Regions from separate parts of the Sus scrofa genome. Here region 2 is linked to region 1. The links are chromatin contacts, called in public HiChIP or PLAC-seq maps. All regions are on one chromosome and are shown on one strand. The core of a region is the stretch at or near the end of the contact, and the rest is flanking DNA. Distances in the headings are between cores, read along the strand shown. Region 1 has its middle 110 kb from the start of ZNF462. Region 2 has its middle 210 kb from the start of ZNF462.

Region 1 (2,700 bases), core at 30-2,529:
TTCCTCTCTTCTAGAAGCACATGCCAGCACAGTCAATATCTGGAAACCCGCTGCTTCACAGTAGGGCTGAGAACTAAACTGGTACTTTACTAGAAAATGGTAATAAAGCAATTTAAATGGCTTTTCATCCTCCTTGCTCTTAACAGCTTTTAGGTTCATACGAGACCAATCAATTAATCCTGCTTCAGAGCTGCAGGAATGGGGTGTTTTCCAGCCCCTGAACAGGAGATGGGCCCCTAAGAGCACTACCCCATGAGGACCACCCCGAGTCTGGCGTCCATCCGGGGCAGTGGTGAGTGGAGATGCCTGGCTGGACAAAATCATATTCCTGAAACCTGGCTAGCTTCCCAGGTGCTCATGAATCGCCTCTGCCCCAAAGGTGAACCATGACTGTGATTCTGCTTTGCATACTCCACTCCTCACCTGCTCATTTCCTTCAATGCCCGTTTTCTGTCTGGGAGGGTTAATCAGGCAGGAGTGATGATTCACCTTGATGGAAACGGATGCACACATATAAAGGAGTTGCCTTTTCTTTCCTGACCAAGAGCAGGGTACTCCGTTTGAAAGCTTCTTCCCTCACCTTGAGGAATTTCTCACTTATCCCAGCATCCCCAGGGCTGTGCCTGGCACACGCTCTCAGAGAATAATGGAGGATGTGAATTAAAACAGAAATGAAGTGGAAACTTTGGAAGAGGGGAGGTTAGGGCAGGATTTTTTCATTTCTCTTCAGGACCAAGTGTTACGTGTTATTCCTTTAGGAATTAATTTTTTTAAAAAATCATAGGACCGAAAGGTAAATGATTAACCTGCAAGTAGAAAGTAACAGATTGAAAATGATCAATGCAAGGAGATGGTCTCAGTGGTTCTCCTGCTGACAAATTGGTGATGAAGTGATGTTTTTCCCTCATCGTGGAATCAGTGTGGGGTGTTTCTCCATCTCAGCACAGATTTTGCCAGAAGTTGTCTCGAGACCTCAAGCACAACTTGTTTAGACATTTTCCAGTTGTATTTTTTTTTCTAGCCTTGTTAAAAATATTGACTTTGACAGCTTTAAAATGATGGCCTCAAAATTGGAATAATTTACATTCTGGAATTAAGATAATTCAGGCATTTCTGCTGGCAACGACAGAGTGTAGGAGCCAGTTATAGAAATCCCAGATTGGAGGGAGACGGAGCCATTAGCATAGATTGGTCTGCTGTGGGTATTCAGAGCAGTCACCTTCCCATGTAAATGGATCTTTATGTCTCTCCCAGGCAGGCCCAGATTCTGAGCTATTTTCGGAGCTCCTCTTGGATCAGGTGATGGAGAGGAGGGTGGGCGAGGGCCGCGGACTCGGGCTACACTCCTGTTGCTGGCTCCTTGGTGTTCTGCAAGAGACACAGAAGGCCTGAGGAAAAATTCTAGCCACTGTCTGGCCACTGTGTGTTTACCCTAGACGTTCTCCCCTTTAAATCCTGGGTCTCAGTCCCAGGGAGTCAACATAGAAGGCATTCAGAACGGCTCAGTGGTCCTGGACCTGGCCCAGAGCTCTCTGCCAGATTCCAAACACACCTGCTAAACAGATTCCTTTCTCCCAGCACTCTGCTGACATTTTCAGCTGGAACCAAAGCTCTCTCTTGGTCCCTAGCATTCCTCTGACTGCTAACTGGATCATCTGTCCACTCCTTTTCTTCAGAGCTGCTTCTTACTTCTGGCTGGAAAGACCTGAATCAAAAGCCAACCTGATTCATACCCCAGGCTCTGGCTCAGAAATGAGCAAGTGGTAATCAGGTTCCTGTAGGAAAAAGGAAAGCAGAATCTTCCCATTTAGAGTTCTTCCTCCTCCTCCTCCTACTTCTCTCCAAATTGCTCTGAGATGTCATCCAAGATGTCATCTGTATTTGATGTATGGAATTTGCCCAAGGATACCTGCCTGGTGACTGGGTCAGATGGACCCCAAGCCTGTGGTTGGGATACATCCCCTGTCACCTCTAGCAAAGATGTAGAAAACTGAGTCATTCTTTTCCATGGAATCCAGCAGGTGTAAGAGACATGAGAGATGACGAGGGCGTATCTCAAATATGTGGCTTATAAGTGGGTTTAAATTCAATCAGTCACAGCATCATTGGCCTTTGGAATTTTATGACTGGAAGGGACATTAAAAGCCATTGAATTCAGCACTTTAACAAGTACCCAATGCCTGAAACCCTTATATATGTGTGTGTGTATCTATCTATCTATCTATCTATCTATCTATCTATCTATCTATCTATCTATATAGATAGATATATAGCAAGTAGTTCTTAACTGGGAAGGATGATTTTTGACCCACAGGGGACATTTGGCAATGTCTAAAAACATTTTTAGTTCTCACACCTTGGGTAGTAGAAGCCAAGGATGCTGCTAAACACCCTCCAATGCTCAGACCAGTCACCCCTCCTTAGCGCGACAAAAAAATTATCTGGCTCAAAGTGTCAGTCACGCCAAGATTGAGAAATCCTGATGGATGGAAAGTCAAGATGATGGAAACACAGTTATCCGAGATAATCTGGACCAAGTTCCTCCTTGTTACAGACAGGAAGAAGAGGCCCAGAATGGCGATGTCACTCACTCTTGACTGCACAGCAACATTTTGGTAGAACTGGATCTACACTCCATTTGATACTGGCACAAAAAATAGCTATATAGTATTAACATGAAAAACTGTTTATAAATGTGAT
Region 2 (2,700 bases), core at 8-2,507, 310 kb before region 1:
CTGATTTAGGGGAGATGTCACTGATCACCAGCAGGGCGGCGCCATCCTCCTCACCAGCTCCCTGCCTCTATGCCCAAACACTCCCTGGACAGTACTCCCCCTGGCCTCTCTACCCATCCTAGGCTCTTCTTCTGTAGCATCTACTGAAGGTTTTAGGCTGAATAGACCACCCTTATTCCTCTGATTTGCTGTGGTTCCCCAGGGACTGTACCGAAGTGGGAACACAGTACCATTGTGCAATGCATCGGAAACAGCATTACGCATCTCCTCATGGCTTTTCTGTCCACCAGGGCTCAGCTGAGTGGGGTCTTCACTTCCCAGAGGGACCCGTTCTTTTCCTCCTGGGCATCGTTTTCCCTTTGGGAGACTGACTTTGGTTTCCGAAGTTTACAATCACTGAAAATCCAAAAGAATTTTTTTTTTTAATTTCCTAAGATGGGGAATTTATCTTTAAGATGTTTTAAAATGATTTTTATTTTTTCCATTATAGCTGGCTTACAGTGTTCTGTCAATTTTCTACTATACAGCAAAGTGACCCAGTCACACATATATAGAGAGAGAATTTTTTTTTTAGAGAGAAGGGAAAAACCCCTTCTCCTCTATAAGTCACCTATGCCAGGCTCTTGGCCAACTGGAAAGACAGAGGGCAGCTCAGCCCAACTTCCCCTGAGCTCAAGGAGAGCCCATCTGACTTTCTGGGCGCCTGGGTGGTCTCCCTAGCTCTGCCAAGCAAAGGAAAACTGGGCTTCCCCAGGGCCAGTACCTTGGCCTAGAGTCCACTTCTTTTAGTTTCTTTTGGTACCTTCGACCTTTTGGCTCAACACGCGGATTAAGAAGAGGGGCCTAAGGAATAAACTCTCTCCAGCCGCCACTCGGATTAGTCTGGAATTAGGCCACTGCTGTCAATTTTATTTGGTGATCCCAGTTGGCTCTCCAAATTATACCTGTAATTTGGTGCACTCCATGTATTACAGTCTGTCAGAGAAATCCTATAATTATTTTTTAAGTGACAAAATTTTAAGGAATAGCTCAATAAATGGAGCTAAATTTAGAGCACCATCTCTGTACAATGGAACGTGGCGGGAGTCAGAGATATGATCAGTGGCTGGTAGAAGAAGAATTTTGTTACCATCCAAAAGGTGGCAGCAAAAATTACCTCAATTAACTTAACAAGAAGCCCGTCCTCCTCTGCCAGCCTGCCCAGGAGCCCTGGCACACACCTTGTCCCTTCCCTGCCAGGATTCCGTGCCTTCCTCACCGAGCTGTCCCCGGCGCCATCTGCTGCTCCCGTCTGGGGCCGATGCCCAGGCCCCAGTTGTGTCCTGCCTCCTCCCTGAGATCCTGCAGCTCAGCATTCCAGAAGGAGCAGGGTCAGGAGTTCACGCCTCAAAGAAATCTCAGCACAGATCAATGTTTTATGGGGAAGCCAGAGAGAGGAGCAAGGGCCTGCCTCCTCCCTGTACAGACGGCACAGAAAATGCGATTTTTCCCCAAACCCCAGAAGGGAAGGTCTCAGGAGAATCTGCATACGTACCTCCTCTATCTATCCATCCAAGCTTTTATTTTTGAGAACCTGCTCTGTGCTGGATGTTCGTGAATGACTTAGATGCACAAATAGATCGATTCAGTATTTATTTAGCCCTTCCTGTGGGTTACACATCCTTCTAGGTTCCCGGTTTCCAGCAGTGAACAAAGCAGAAGGCCCTGTCTGCACGTAGCTCCATTCTAATGGGGTAAGTCTGTCAGCAGGCTACATGGGGAGAGTATGTGCTTGGTTTGATGGTAGTAAGTGCTAAGGTGAAAGATAAAGTGGGATAAAGGAGGCAAAGAGTGACAGGGGCTGTGACAGCTTCAGACAGGGCAGCCAGAGAGGACCTTGCTGAGAAAGCCACATCTGGGTGGGAACCGAGGGAGGCCAGGCAGACCCTGATGCTTCATGGAGGACACAAGTTGCAAGCAGAGGGAATAAACAACAGGCTGAAAGACCTGGGTGGGAAATGTTAAGAGGGCTGAGTGAATGTTAGGGGTCCCTGTTTGAGAGGGCCAGGAGGTACTGAAGAAGGGACATGTGGGGTTCCTATCGTGGCTCAGCAGAAGTGACTCTGACTAGCATCCATGAGGACGAAGGTTTGATCCCTGGCCTCTCAGTGGGTTAAGGATCTGGTGTTGCCATGAGCTGTGGTGTAGGTTGCAGACACGGCTCGGATCTGGCGTTGCTGAGGCTGTGGTGTAGGCCAGCAGCTATAGCTCCGATTTGACCCCTAGCCTGGGAACCTCCATATGCCGCAGGTGCAGCCCTAAAAAGACAAAAAAAAAAAAAAAAAAAAAAAAGGGACACATTTTTAAAAAAGGATGGACTAGGAGTTTGGGGTTAATAGATGCAAACTATTCCATTTAGAATGGATAATCAATGAGGTCCTGCTGTACAGCACAGGGAACTATATCCAGTCTCCTGGGAAAGACCATGATGGAAGATGATATAAGAAAGGGAATGTATATATATATGTGTGTGACTGGGTCACTTTGCTGTACAGCAGAAATTGGCACAACGTTGTAAATCAACTATAATTTTTTTTAAAAAGTTTAAAAAATACTGTTAAAGTTGTTTACCAAACAAACAAACAAAAAAACTAAACATTTGTGAGTTCCCCTTGTGGTTTGGCAGGTTATGAACCTGAATAGTATCCATGAGGAAATGAG

The links. HiChIP or PLAC-seq counts read pairs in DNA pulled down with a chosen protein or histone mark.
Region 2: a contact with region 1 is called in an H3K27ac HiChIP or PLAC-seq map of skeletal muscle, with 6 times the contacts expected there. The contact joins two enhancer-like sites. A contact is called at or near these places in 1 of 47 Hi-C or Micro-C datasets (skeletal muscle) and 1 of 2 datasets of contacts at active chromatin or transcription factors (skeletal muscle).

The regions. Positions count from the first base shown.
Region 1 is chr1:247,919,465-247,922,164 of Sscrofa11.1, reverse strand. No RefSeq gene overlaps it. Among named protein-coding and RNA genes, the nearest start is that of ZNF462, 110 kb to the left of the region's middle. Within about 2 kb of position 1,279, at least 6 of the 83 cell types and tissues checked have an H3K27ac peak or open chromatin away from gene starts, as enhancers often do. A contact at or near this core is called in skeletal muscle, where this site is marked.
Region 2 is chr1:248,233,033-248,235,732 of Sscrofa11.1, reverse strand. No RefSeq gene overlaps it. Among named protein-coding and RNA genes, the nearest start is that of ZNF462, 210 kb to the right of the region's middle. Within about 2 kb of position 1,257, at least 3 of the 83 cell types and tissues checked have an H3K27ac peak or open chromatin away from gene starts, as enhancers often do. A contact at or near this core is called in skeletal muscle, where this site is marked.